Regions from separate parts of the Mus musculus genome. Here region 1 is linked to region 2. Evidence: chromatin contacts called from public Hi-C data. All regions are on one chromosome and are shown on one strand. The core of a region is the stretch at or near the end of the contact, and the rest is flanking DNA. Distances in the headings are between cores, read along the strand shown.

Region 1 (6,372 bases), core at 3,499-5,998, 190 kb before region 2:
ATTTCTTATATCTCTTTCTCTTTTTATGATCAAAGCACCTCTGTTACCCCAATTCTAGCCTTCATCAGCTTTTGTTTGCATTATTAGTTATTTATTTTTCTTTCTTTCTTCCTCTTTCTTTCTTCCTCTTTCTTTCTTTCTCTCTTTCTTTCTTTCTTTCTTTCTTTCTTCCTTCCTTCCTTCCTTCCTTCCTTCCTTCCTTCCTTCCTTCCTTCCTTCCTTTCTGTCATTTGTTTACACCTTGAACCTCTCCACAATGGCAAGAGTCTGCCTTGCCTCTGGGAGTGTTGTGGCCACGCAGGGGAGGCAGAGCACAGCCCATAATAAGGGTCTCTAGGTGTTACTCTTGGTGGAACCAAGGGATAATTTCCAAGGATCTCTGGCCTGGCCAGAACAAAAGAGTCCTCGGCTTCCTCAGGTTCTCTAGCCTGCCCAAATGGCCAAAGTGTTACAGCTCTTTGAAAAGAAGACCTTGCAGGGTATGTAGCCGGGGACTCTTGATACCATAGCAGTGCCAATGTCATTGGCAGCAGTGGTGACAGGTCAGCAGGGGCATGAATCACCTGCCTGCTGGGTGAATCCAAAGTCCAGCAGCAAATGCTTCAGGAAAGAAAACCCTCCCCCAGAGTGTTGCAGCTCAACAAAACAGCCTCTCTCAGTCCATCTCGGTGAGATAACTCATGCTTCCCATTGGCCCTGCTTGAGATGTTAAGAGTGCTCTATTTTCATGGGAAAAGACTTCAGGTGTTGTCCCTATGTGACTGATTGTCATGGCCCTCTCAGTAGGGTGTCACAATTAGGCGTCCCAGCAGAAGTAGAGCTTGGCAGGGATTTGACTCCACCACGCCTGCGCACTGTTCTCAATTCTGAGATTCCCCAGGGTTTGGGCCTATTCAACCTTATCGGGTCTTCTGTCTGATGGCACGGTCCACTGGCCCCACAAAAAAAAAAAAAAGCCTATCTTCTTCATAATGTGAGCTGTTTAATTCCCTGTTTCAAAATAACTAATATGATAATAGAAGCCACAAAAGTGAGAAAGGAAAATAGGGAATAAAAACAAAGCCCTACTTTCTTTACAAAGAATAAGGTTCAATTACTGTGCTGTAAATTCCTTCTCTGCTGTAACAAAGGCTGTAGGAAAGATTGAAGGAGCTAAACAGAGATCCTGTTTGTGAGCTACTCAAATCGGGTGTCTGAAGATTAAAGTGCCCATCCTCCATCCATGTTCCATATAGTTAATCTCTTCAGTAACAGCTTCTCTAGACTTTTCCTGCCATTTGCAGAGGGAAGCGATAAGACCTCGGATGCTGTCAAACTATTTTCTTACCCATATAACAGCAAAGCATTATGTCTGTCAAGATTTATCTAGTTAGATGATCATAAATGACAATAAACCATTCCTTAGAAGATAATAAAGGTTCAAAATACATTTTACATGGTAATTATCCTATTTATAGTCTATTTTCTAGACCTCTAGGGCTCAACTCCTCCTCTCCTCCTCTTCTTCCTCCTCCTCTCCTCCTTCTTCTTAGTACTTTTTACCACCTAACATTATGCTTGTGTGTTTTCTGTCTCCACCAGAAAATAAGTGCCTAAAGGCATATGTTTCAGTTACTAGTCATCCTTATTACAGTACATGGTTCAAAATGAACACCCAGTAAATATTGGTTTCACGGTTAATACGACCTATTAATTAGTCTTTTCTGTCAAATAGTGTAAAAGTTTTATGACAAGGGATTCAAATCTTTTTATCTCCTCACCTTGTAATGAAAGAACTCAGTGGGGAAACCCCCACTCAGCTCCCGATTCGGCGTGCACCCAAGAATAGAACACAACACCTTGATGTAACAACAAGAGGTTTTTTAATGGCGGAGCTCCGGGTCGAAACGTATCTCACATAACAGGAGACAGTGGATTCGACCACGAGGCTTGGAAGCTAGGGGTTTTTATAGAAAAGGAGTGGGGCTGGGGGAGGAATTGGCACAGTTCCACATGATTGGTCCATTTAAACATCAGCAGCCTGTAACATTTAACTTAGGTCAGAGGGGTGGGAGCTAGGGAGGCGATGGGCTTGCCCGGGCATGTCCTGGTCTGTTCTGCTATGTTCTCAGCCCCAGGTTTCAAAGCTCAGAAACAACTCTTTGGGCTATTTAACATACATTACATGAATTACAGTTTTATTTCCTTTCAGTAAGACTTAAAAAAAAAAAAGATTTACTGTGTATACAGCGTTCTGCCTGCATGTATGCCTGCAGGCCAAAAGAGGGCACCATATCTCATTACAGATGACTGTGAGCCACCATGTGGTTGCTGGGAATTGAACTCAGAACCTCTGGAAAAGCAGACAGTGCTCTTAACCTGTGAGCCATCTCTCCAGTCCACCTTGTAAGACTTTGATGCAAACGTTTTTATCAGGCTCCCACTCACATTTCTTGTAATACCTTTAGGCAAATGTTTTAATGCCTCACCATCACACCACTGGATAAAACTGTTGTTTATGCAAAAGCCCTGAAGTAATCAAGAATTTGGGTGAATTAAAAGGCTGTTACCTTCTCATTTTTCTCCATTTCTTTGCACAAATTCTTTTAAAACTAGTTAATCATAAAGGTTGTAAGGTGGCTCCCCAGTCAATGGGGAACAGAGAGAGTCATCCTGGTGTGAGTAAAAAGCAAGTGAACTTCCTGCCAGATATGCTCGATATCCTGCTTTAGGTTGTTGCACACTTAGTTAGGGTTTTACTTCTGTGAACTGACACCATGACCAAGGCAACTTTTATAAGGACAACATTTAATTGGGGCTGGCTTACAGGTTCAGAGGTTCAGTCCATTAGCATCAAAGTGAGAGCATGGCACCATACAGGCCGGCATGGTGCAGGAGGAGCTGAGAGTTCTACATCTTCATCTAAAGGCAGCAGCAGAATACTGACTTCCAGGCAGCTAGGACTAGGGTATCAAAGCCCATGCCCACGGTGACACATCTATTCGAACAAGGCTACACCTCCTAATAGTACCACTCCCTGGAACAAACACATATAAACCATCACACATACTTTTTTATTTATTAACAAAAATAGTTTGCTATACCGATCTACTTTCACTTTGCTTGTGTATTCCTTTGTGCAACACTGGAAGTATTCTTGGTTTGATTCTATCAAAAGTTGTAGGAGGGTGCTCTTTCATGGATACCAAGAAATAACCTCTTGGGCTGAAAAGATGGCTCAAGCACTAAAGGTCAGGCTCCTAACCAAAAATAAAAGAGACATGTCTCTTATTGTAATAAATTATTTTCCACTGAGGCATTTCAGTAGCCTTCACACACACACACACACACAATAAAATAAAATAAAATAAAATAAAATAAATAAAAACCTTCACAAGAAGAGTGGTTTGTATGTATTCTGTTACTCAAGTGGAGCCTGAAGCTTGACAACAAACAAACAAAAATGTCATTGAAAAGTCAAAAGGTAAAAAAGAAAAAGAAAGAAAGAAAGAAGAGAAAAGAAAAAAGAAAAAAAAGAGAAAAGGAAAGGAAAGGAAAGGAAAGGAAAGGAAAGGAAAGAAAAACTCGGAAATAAACCCCTCTAGATCTCACCATCAGTAGTACACTCAAGAAGCAGGTTGGCTCTAATTTAAAAAAAAAAAAAATGCCACATTTGGTAGGAATGTTTTTATGGCAATTAGAAAAAATGTGTTATTCAATTTTGACACTATGCCCCACCCCCAGCCCCTGCCGCAGACTAGGTCTGTCTTACTCTGGCCATTCTGAAACTCACTACTATATAGACCATTGGCGTTATTTTCTGGCTAAACGCCCAAAACAAGAAACTCAACCAATGATTGTTTAACTATCCATCTAACTTCTAAAAGTTCCTAAAATTAAGGCTTAGTTTTCAGTACATACAAAAAAAAAATTGATCATAAGTTATAAAAACATAAACTTTATTAAAATGCTCAAGTTAATTTTGTGTATTGATATGTTCATACATGAGTTCATGTAGCATAATAGCTAAAGCAAAGTAGTGAAAATGCCTAGGTGGGTTCTGTCATTCCATAAATACAAAAGATTTGGTCCTGGCCTTATAATTAATTCAAAGTAAATTAATATATGCAGAACTCACTAAACCAGTATCAAATCCCTTAACATTTGCATAATGAATGAAAAGGAGAGCGCGTCAAGTACCTCTCACATAGCTCAAGACACCCTGCCTAGCCACAGCCCCAGCAGTGATAAAAATTAAGCAGTTAACGAAAGTCTGACTAAATTATACCTCTAAGGGTTAGTTAATTTCGTGCCAGCCAACGCGACTAGACGATTAACCCAAACTAATTACTCTCGGCGTAAAACGTGTTTTAAGAATGACTCTTAAATAGAACAAAATCCAATTTAAATGTGAAAATTCATTGTTAAACCTAAATCCAATAACAAAAGTAATTCTAAGCTGGCCTAGAGCTCACAGCGATCTACCTGCCTCCCCAAAAAGTGGGACTTAAGGAGTGCGCTGCCAACCAGTCCAACTCCCTTTTTCGCCCCCACACCTATTGGCAGCGAGTGCGCACAACGCACAACGCAGATGCCCAAAGCGTTTGCCAGTGTCGGCTTCCTTACTCGGACCCAGAAAGGACGCTGACTGTGACGTTTTCGAAACACAAACTTCCATTGGTCCGGTCTCCAAACCAAGCCCCGCCTTCGCCACTGCGCCCGCCCTTCCGTTAGAAGCCTGCTCTCGATTGGCTGCTTGTACTATTTACCTTTTGTCCGGATATTGCGTGACGCTGTGAGTCGCGCGGTTGCGGAGGAGCGGGCAGAGGGAGGTCGCACACTCTGAGTTTCGGTGACCCGGAAGGGAGCCCCGTGGTAGAGGTGACCGGAGCTGAGGTACTGCCTCGCGAGGCCTGAGAATTCCAGTCCTTGTGACGGGCGTCGGCACAGCGGGATCTGGGCTGGCTGCTACGGGCGGGGCGGGAAGGCCGGGCTCGTCCTCGCTCTTCATCTCCCTGGGCAGAGGGATGCTGAGTCAGCCGCTCGGGGACCCGCGCGGGGGCCCTAGCTGTCGGCGATCGGGTGCCGTGGGGGTGGTGCGTGGACGCGGAGGCAGCGGGCTAGCGGTGAGAGGGGAGGACCGGGCGCATCCGAACACTCAAGCTCAAGGAAGCGTTAGGAAGGGTCGCCACTAGTTCGTAGAGACCCAGCCCAGGAGCCGGTTTCAGACGTCCAGAATCTGCACTTAAATATATGGCAGATAACCCTCTTGGCTGTTCCACGACATAAGGCCACGCAGACTAGGTAGGCTCTGTTCGGGTCAGTAAGCTGAAGCCATAGGTTGAGATGATGTAATGGCATGAAAGTACCAAAAGGGCTCCGGGTTTTTTCCGCAAGGTCAGATGCCTAGAGCTGTGTGCACTTCGTAGTTCCGGAAATTCTTAACTTTGGAGGTGCTAGTTAAAACTTCTTTACATTCCTATAGTTTTAGGGTAATTCATGGGCGATTTCAAAGTCCCATTTTGGCCAAGTTTTCTTGTATTTAAATATTTTACAAATGGGGAGAAAGCGGAAATACAAATCACTTGCCTAAAATTCATCACAACTCATTGACCAGAAATGTGCCTTTAGCATCGCAGAAAGGCGTGTACTTAACTATTTATCGATATAGTCTAACTGGAACTGAGACAATTCAATTTTAGAATGTTGGGGGCAGGGGTTACCCTATTAAGAATACCAGAAGGTGTTTTAACAGGGAAACCTAGCAGGGCAATTTTGTTTATTTTGATTGAATGTTATGTAGTGGAATAATTTAATTTGAATGTATCTGTCGTATCTTAAAGGGAAGTAACATCTGACCTACTTGGTAGACATTTGCATGCCTGGCTTTTGTTCATGGTTTTTAGTCTCGAGTGGTTTAGTTATCTTTTCTCTGGATGATGTTTTTCTTGTGCTGAAATGTCACACAGATTCTTTTACTTTTACTCATTGAATGATGGAGTAAATATCAGGCCAAGCTATGTTTGTAAAATCTGTGATTGTGTCAACATAATAACATTGATTCTGTATTACATATATCTGGTCAAACTTGGATTTATATCATTGGCTGCCCATTCTAAACTAGATTTGTTGAGTCAGAAGGAACAAGGGAAGGATACAGCATTAAAAATTAATGAGGCCACTGTTCTGATTTTTTTCTTCTATTTAAATTAAGTTTCTTCTGATTTTGGCTACTATGTTTCCTTCTTAATTAACTAAATTTTTCCCCCCTCTACCTTTCTAACTAGCATTTCAGATCTGCTTAGTAAACCGGTGTATCGCCCACCATGTTGGCTGCAAGGCTTGTGTGTCTCCGGACACTACCTTCCAGGGTTTTCCAGCCCACTTTCATCA
Region 2 (6,243 bases), core at 567-3,066:
TGGCCTCTACCCCTCTACATAACATTTGTAGTTCATGGCCTCTACCCCCTACATAACATTTGTAGTTCATGGCCTCTACCCCTCTACATAACATTTGTAGTTCATGGCCTCTATCCCTCTACATAACATTTGTAGTTCATGGCCTCTATCCCTCTACATAACATTTGTAGTTCATGGCCTTTACCCCTCTACATAACATTTGTAGTTCATGGCCTCTATCCCTCTACATAATATTTGCTCTTGATAGGGTTTTACTTTTTGTCCAGTTGGACAAATCTGGGATGCTAAGCCCTCTCAGTTGCTGAGTTATTCATCTATTTCCCAAAAGGAATCTAATGATATGATAGAAATCCATAAGATTTAATATTGCTATTCTGTACTTAAGGTTTTCCCACAACCCTTTCAGTCCTTTTCTTAGCCGGTGTCCTTTAAAGAGGTTTTCTTCTTTGACAGTTTCATACAGGTATAGAGTGTTCTCTCCTTACTCTTCCCTCTGCCTGCCTGCTCTTAGCTCCCTTTGATCCCTAGTCAGTGCTCTCATCCCCCGCCAGTCCCTTTCCCAGATTCATGACTTATGCTTTTATTTTGTGACCCATTTAGTTTAAAGAGTGTCATCTGTGTGAGCTTTGGATAAGAGCTGTCCGCTGGGCCTGATGGGAACATCAATGGTGAACTTCTTCTTTAAGTCCCTCCTACATACAGAAGGCAGGGATTTTCAACATTCAGGTCTTTCTCTTCTCTTCCCCCCTCCTTCCTCCCTCCCTCTCTCTCCCCTCCCCCCTTCCTTCTCCTCAGTGTGGTGTATGTGTTTGCATGCATCCATGCTAGGTGTTCCAGTGTGTGTGCATGTGCATGTCAGGGACAGGCTAATGCTGGTTGTCCTCCTCATCAGTGTTCTCCATCACGTGACATTCTGTTTGAGACAGTGACAGACTAGCCACTAGTTCCCTCTCTGCTATAGCTCCCTGTAACCGGTGGTCCCACACTCCATTAACTAAATGGAACCACCAACATTGTGGTTGCATATCACAATACCCAGTAACCCAGTAAAATCAAGACTCTTTAAAGTTTAATTGACCAATCAGATTTATGTATCAATAATATCACAATTTACAAGATGCCAATACAATATTTTCAGAGCCAATTGATAATGATAAAAGCTTCATTCCAATCCATCTAACCTTATGATCCCACAACTACTTGTGGCTGGCAAATGCCTCGCGGGTTCACATCTGCAGCCATCTTCTCCTCCTACCCTGAGAAGCCCCTCATCTCTGCAACTCTTAGCTTTCCCCCTTTTCCCTGTCCAATCACAGACCTCCTCTGTCCGAATGTAATTGGACAGGGAAAATCCTGCCACATAGTATGAGGAACATTGTACTGGTGTTTTGGAAAACATGCATTTATTCCTCTAGAAAAGAGAATGTTCTTTGTTGTCCATTTTCTAGGTCTTTTTTTTTTTTTTAAACTTTCAGGCCGTGTTGTATTCCCCATTGGCGGTGGAATTGGACGTATAGAATTCATAGAGAACATTTCTTGCTTTCTTTGCTTCCAGGGATTTGGAAGATATATTTAACTACAGAATAAGACGTCTTACCCCAAACTTCTATAGCATTAGGTTAAAAACTACGTATTGTCAAAACTGTGCTTGTAAATTCAGAAGATCATCTCAGTCAGTTTAATCTGGTCACTATGTGAGCACGAGTTCAAAGTAGTTGTACACTTACCTTATGTTTAGATGCTGCCTTACGCTGAGTAGCTTGCCTATGCTGTGGCAGGCTTCAGAGACTGTGAGGGGCATTTGTCCTCACGGATTATTCACTTGGAGTGAAAGGATTGAGAGAATCATCTACAGCACTGATGTGTCTCCGGCCTTAGGACGTAACTGCTTTGTCTAAATTAAAAAGCATATCTGATTGAGTTTGAAGGTGAAGATTACAAGTTGAAGGCCAGCCTGGGCTGCAAAGTAATCTTTCCTTCCCCTACTTCCTAGTGTGTAAACTCTTTAGTCTTGGTTTAATTTTCCTGAATGGTCTAAACATTTCTGTTACTGGGAATTTGTTTAGGGATGCTTTTAATTCTCAGACATTTCCTTTGGTTAATGTGTTTCTTCTGAGTTTATAGCAATCTCTCTTTCTTGAGGAAAAAAAGATCTGAGTTCATGTAGAAGATTTTTCATGTACAAGATTTTCACATTCTAGATTTAACTGGTTACGTGCTGTGCTGCTTAGAGTTTTCCTGTTCTTAACCTCTCTTGTAAACTGGCAAGTGGAGACTTAAGTAGCTTCAGAGCGCTTGCCTCATAGGTGATTCTGTGCATTCCTCTTCATTCATAACAGGATGCCAGGATTGATTTTACTTTACTGTGGGTTTTTTTTTTCTGTGTTGGAGCCTCTCAAAACTACTAAAATAATTATTTTTGAAGATAAAACTTCTATGCATGTCTCTCTGAATTTGGCAAGGTTCTCTAGGGAAATGGAATGAATAGAGTGTGTGTGATGTGTGTGTGTGTGTGTGTGTGTGTGTGTGTGTGTGTGTATATATATATATATATATATATATATATAAAGTAAAAAGATTTATTATGTATTATGAGAAGATATATTAGCCCATGATAGGACTTGCATAGTCCAACAATGACCACCTTTATGCTAGAGAGGCTTAGAAGTCTGTAACTGTTCAGTCTACAAAGCTGGATGGTTTAGCAGGTTCAGTGCAGTGCAGAAGACCTGGAAGCTCTTTGGGAGTCTCATTCTTAGGTCTAGTTCGGAAGGCTGGAGAAGCGGGAATTTGATGTTGGCTAATAGCAGTAGTGATGCACACACTTGCTTAGGAAGCAGCGGAAGTAGGCAGGAGCATTGTCCTTTCCTTGCCTCTCTTTATGGGGCTACTTACCAGAAGGTGCTGTTTACTCTGAGGTTGAGTCTTGCCCGCTTTCTTAGTTTCATTGCTGTGAAGAGACACCATGTCCAAGGCAACTCTTACAAAGGAAAACATTTAATTGGGGCTGGCTTACAGTTTTAGAGGTGTAGCCCATTATCCTCATGGCAGGAAGGAAGGCAGTGTGCAGGCAGACATGGTGCTGGAGGAGCTGAGAGTTCTGCATCTGCAGGCAGCCGGGAGGAGACTGCCTTCTGCAGGCAGCCAGGTGGGTATTCTGATTCTGTACTGGGCAGAGCTTGAGCATAGGAGACCTCAGAGCCCACCCATACGGTGCCATACTTCTTCCAACAAGGTTACAACTACTCCAATAAGGCCACAGCTCCTAATAGTGCCACTCCCTATGGCCAAGCATGGAAACACATGAATCCGTGGGGGCCAAACCTGTTTAAGCCACCACAGCTCCTCAGCTAATCTTTTCTGGAAACATCCTCGAAAATGTGCCAGAAGTACATCTCTTCAGTGATCACACATTTTATCAAATTGACAATCAAGATTTACCATCATATCATCCTTACATAATGTGTCTTACTTAGTGATTGTGTGTAAAATATAGAATAAACTTGGTGGAGTAATGCATACCATATCAAATCTACAGTGTATGTGCCGGTAGTGGATTCACAGGCCAGTAACAATCCATTCATGCTAAAGTCACTCACAGTACTAGCTAGTCTCTTACACATGTTTTGTGGCCCTGACCTTACTGATCGTTTAATTTAATTTAGGGACCGTTCTTCTAGCAGGCCTCAGACAGACCATACTATTAAGCGGTTGAATGTTGTGATTTAACAAATACCAATATTTAAAAAGTCTGCATTTATTTGTTATGTCTGCATCCCTCCTTACTCAGGTAGCTACAGAGGTATTAATTAATAGGCTTGGTCTTTGTTCCATCAGTGACACCAACTTCTTTTCCTAGCCTTTAGCATGTTAATGACATTTGCACACTCTGTTAGTTTGCATACCTGAACACTGGTAACATTTGAAGGAAATACATTCATCGTTCAGGCAGAAGCGTCTCTGATTCCACTTCCTATGCTAGTATTCTCACTGCCCTCTCAGTTCAGCAAGTCCTGCACTTTGATTAAGATGATGAATGGTCCTATATCACAAAATCCCTGAGCCTGACTTGCTAGCTTGCTTCCGTTTGGCAGAATTAAGTTGCAGTAGGACAGGAAAGGTCAAACTTACCTAATAATGGGGATTTGTATTGAATTTTTTGTGTTCTTTTTAAATCCACAAAGCACCGCAAGTGAAATGTAGTTTTAAATCTTTGAGGTTTCCTTTTTACTTAATCGCCATAATCAAGCCTTTGAGCCAGCGTATGTTACATATGACAGCCAGGAAAACCTAGGCAGAGAGGATGTGAGGAGATATAACTGAGTAATAGAAATTTAAAAACAAATCAACAAATTATTTAAAACTCTGGTGCAGAGTCTGACTGTGGAAATGGGTTTCAGGTATGACTGCTGTGCCTGTTTAGTCATTAGCATTGCTCTTCAGTTAATTGCCCCTAGACTAAGCAGTGCTTGTTTAAATCCCTAAATTCAGCGATTAGTAACCTTCTGGAATGGTATTTGCAATGCTGAATGAAGGTGAGTGGGTGGCTTCTTAGCGGGTAAGGTAATGGATATGAAAGGAGTTTGCAAAGGAGCAGGTTTGGCTGTTTCCTGCCCACTTGTTAACACGTGGCCCCACAGTCTTCATGCTCCTCCTGTTCCTTCAGCCTCCCACGTCCTCCCTTCCTGCTTGTCTCCACTGACAGTCTGCCTCCCAGTATATTTCATTGCTTTGTCATGAGTACGCTGCACTGACCCTGAATTCACATGTGAACCCAAATCATTTCTGGTGATTTGTGGAGAGTACTTTAGTTTTCAAAATCTTGATTTAGCTATGGGAGATGGGAACAATCTATTGCTGTATAATTATGGAGATTAGGTAATTAATGATAATATAATAAACATGGCACTACTTATGTATATGCTCAATAATATTTGTCCCTATTTTCCAGTTCTTATCCAGATATAGATTCCTTTTTAACTGAGAAACTTTGATTTACTAGTCTTAAAAAAAGATCTTACATAGTTTAGAAAATTCTTTCAAGTGTGCCATGCCAATTCAGTAATTATGTCATAACTTAAAAATATATATAATAGGAATGAACTCAGGGAATTATAGACATTTCCAGCTCTGTGCCATCCATTCTCAGTTCCCCATTAAAGCACAGAAACAGTATTTACTAGAGTAACTCACAGATCACATCATTAGATGATGTAGCCAATATGGGCCTTTTCAGATCGTTAGTGATTGCATCTTTAAGTGCGTATCAGGTAGCGTGCATTAGAGGTAGCGTGGTCCCTGAAGTGTGGCAGAATCAGAGTGCTTGTTTATTTCAAAGCTATAGCAAAGGTAGTAGAAGGTTCTTGAGCATTCAGCTGGAAGGTAATTTACCTACCAGTGAGATAGCAGGGCTTACAAAGATGCTCAGATTTAGGAAATTTACGTGAGATATAAAAAAAAATTTCATTCTAAGACCACAGTTCAAGATGATTGGCACCATCTGTTCTGCAGGATTTTGTACATTTAGAATTCCATACATACTATTGTAGGAAAGTATACATTCAGTTTCAAACATTTTTTTTCCCTTTTTTTCTACTTGCAGACCCTGAAGCAGTTGTAGTGACAGTGTGTCTGGCTTTTGAGCTTCTCTTTAGCGGGTGCTGGTGAATAATATGTATCATGCTTGTTTTAGACAGGAAAGTAAGGCATGGAGAAGTAAAGGACTAGATTATCTCCTCAGTCTACTTCTGCAGGCAGGAGGTGTCTTAGTCTTTCTCCTGATACTAGGTGATGGAATCCTTATTATTTGTTAGTTAGCAATTGGGAAATGACCATTACATATGTATACTATTATTATTGATTTTCTTACAGCTATTTTAAAAGTACTTATGAATATAGAAGTCTGTTTTATGGTGACGGTCACTATCAAATATGGGAACAGCAGTTGTCTGGCATGGGTATTGCTACTCTCCCTTTAATATGTGGGGCAAAGCTGCTTAATCTTGACACCACTGCAGAATCTAATTTGAATTTGCAATCCTTTTGATACATTCATTAATGGCTTAAAGCAGTCATCTCTAAGCACAGGTCTACAAAACAGTCTATTTTTTCAGTATTAATGTACTATGTTTATTCGAAATGTCAAAATTAAATTAACTTTACATTTTGCTTATTTTGTATAGGAGTCATGGATAATTGTCTGGAAGTAATTAATATATTTCACATTATTAATGTTATTTAGAA

The links. A called contact is a pair of places that touch in the nucleus more often than the background predicts.
Region 1: a Hi-C map of rod photoreceptor shows a contact between it and region 2, with 2.8 times the contacts expected there. The contact joins the promoter of Ghitm here to the enhancer-like site in region 2. A contact is called at or near these places in 13 of 484 Hi-C or Micro-C datasets (B cells, CD4 T cells, CD8 T cells and 5 more), 2 of 115 datasets of contacts at active chromatin or transcription factors (bone marrow-derived macrophages and memory CD8 T cells) and 3 of 9 other capture datasets (adipose tissue, liver and macrophages).

The regions. Positions count from the first base shown.
Region 1 is chr14:37,133,698-37,140,069 of GRCm38.p6, reverse strand. Ghitm (growth hormone inducible transmembrane protein) reads left to right here and starts at 4,748. Exons shown (of 9, transcript NM_078478.5): 1 at 4,748-4,875; 2 at 6,267-6,372. The coding sequence starts at 6,306.
Region 2 is chr14:36,941,289-36,947,531 of GRCm38.p6, reverse strand. The region is part of intron 1 of Ccser2 (coiled-coil serine rich 2); the gene reads left to right. Among named protein-coding and RNA genes, the nearest start is that of Ccser2, 24 kb to the left of the region's middle. Within about 2 kb of position 1,816, at least 1 of the 459 cell types and tissues checked has an H3K27ac peak or open chromatin away from gene starts, as enhancers often do. A contact at or near this core is called in rod photoreceptor, where this site is marked.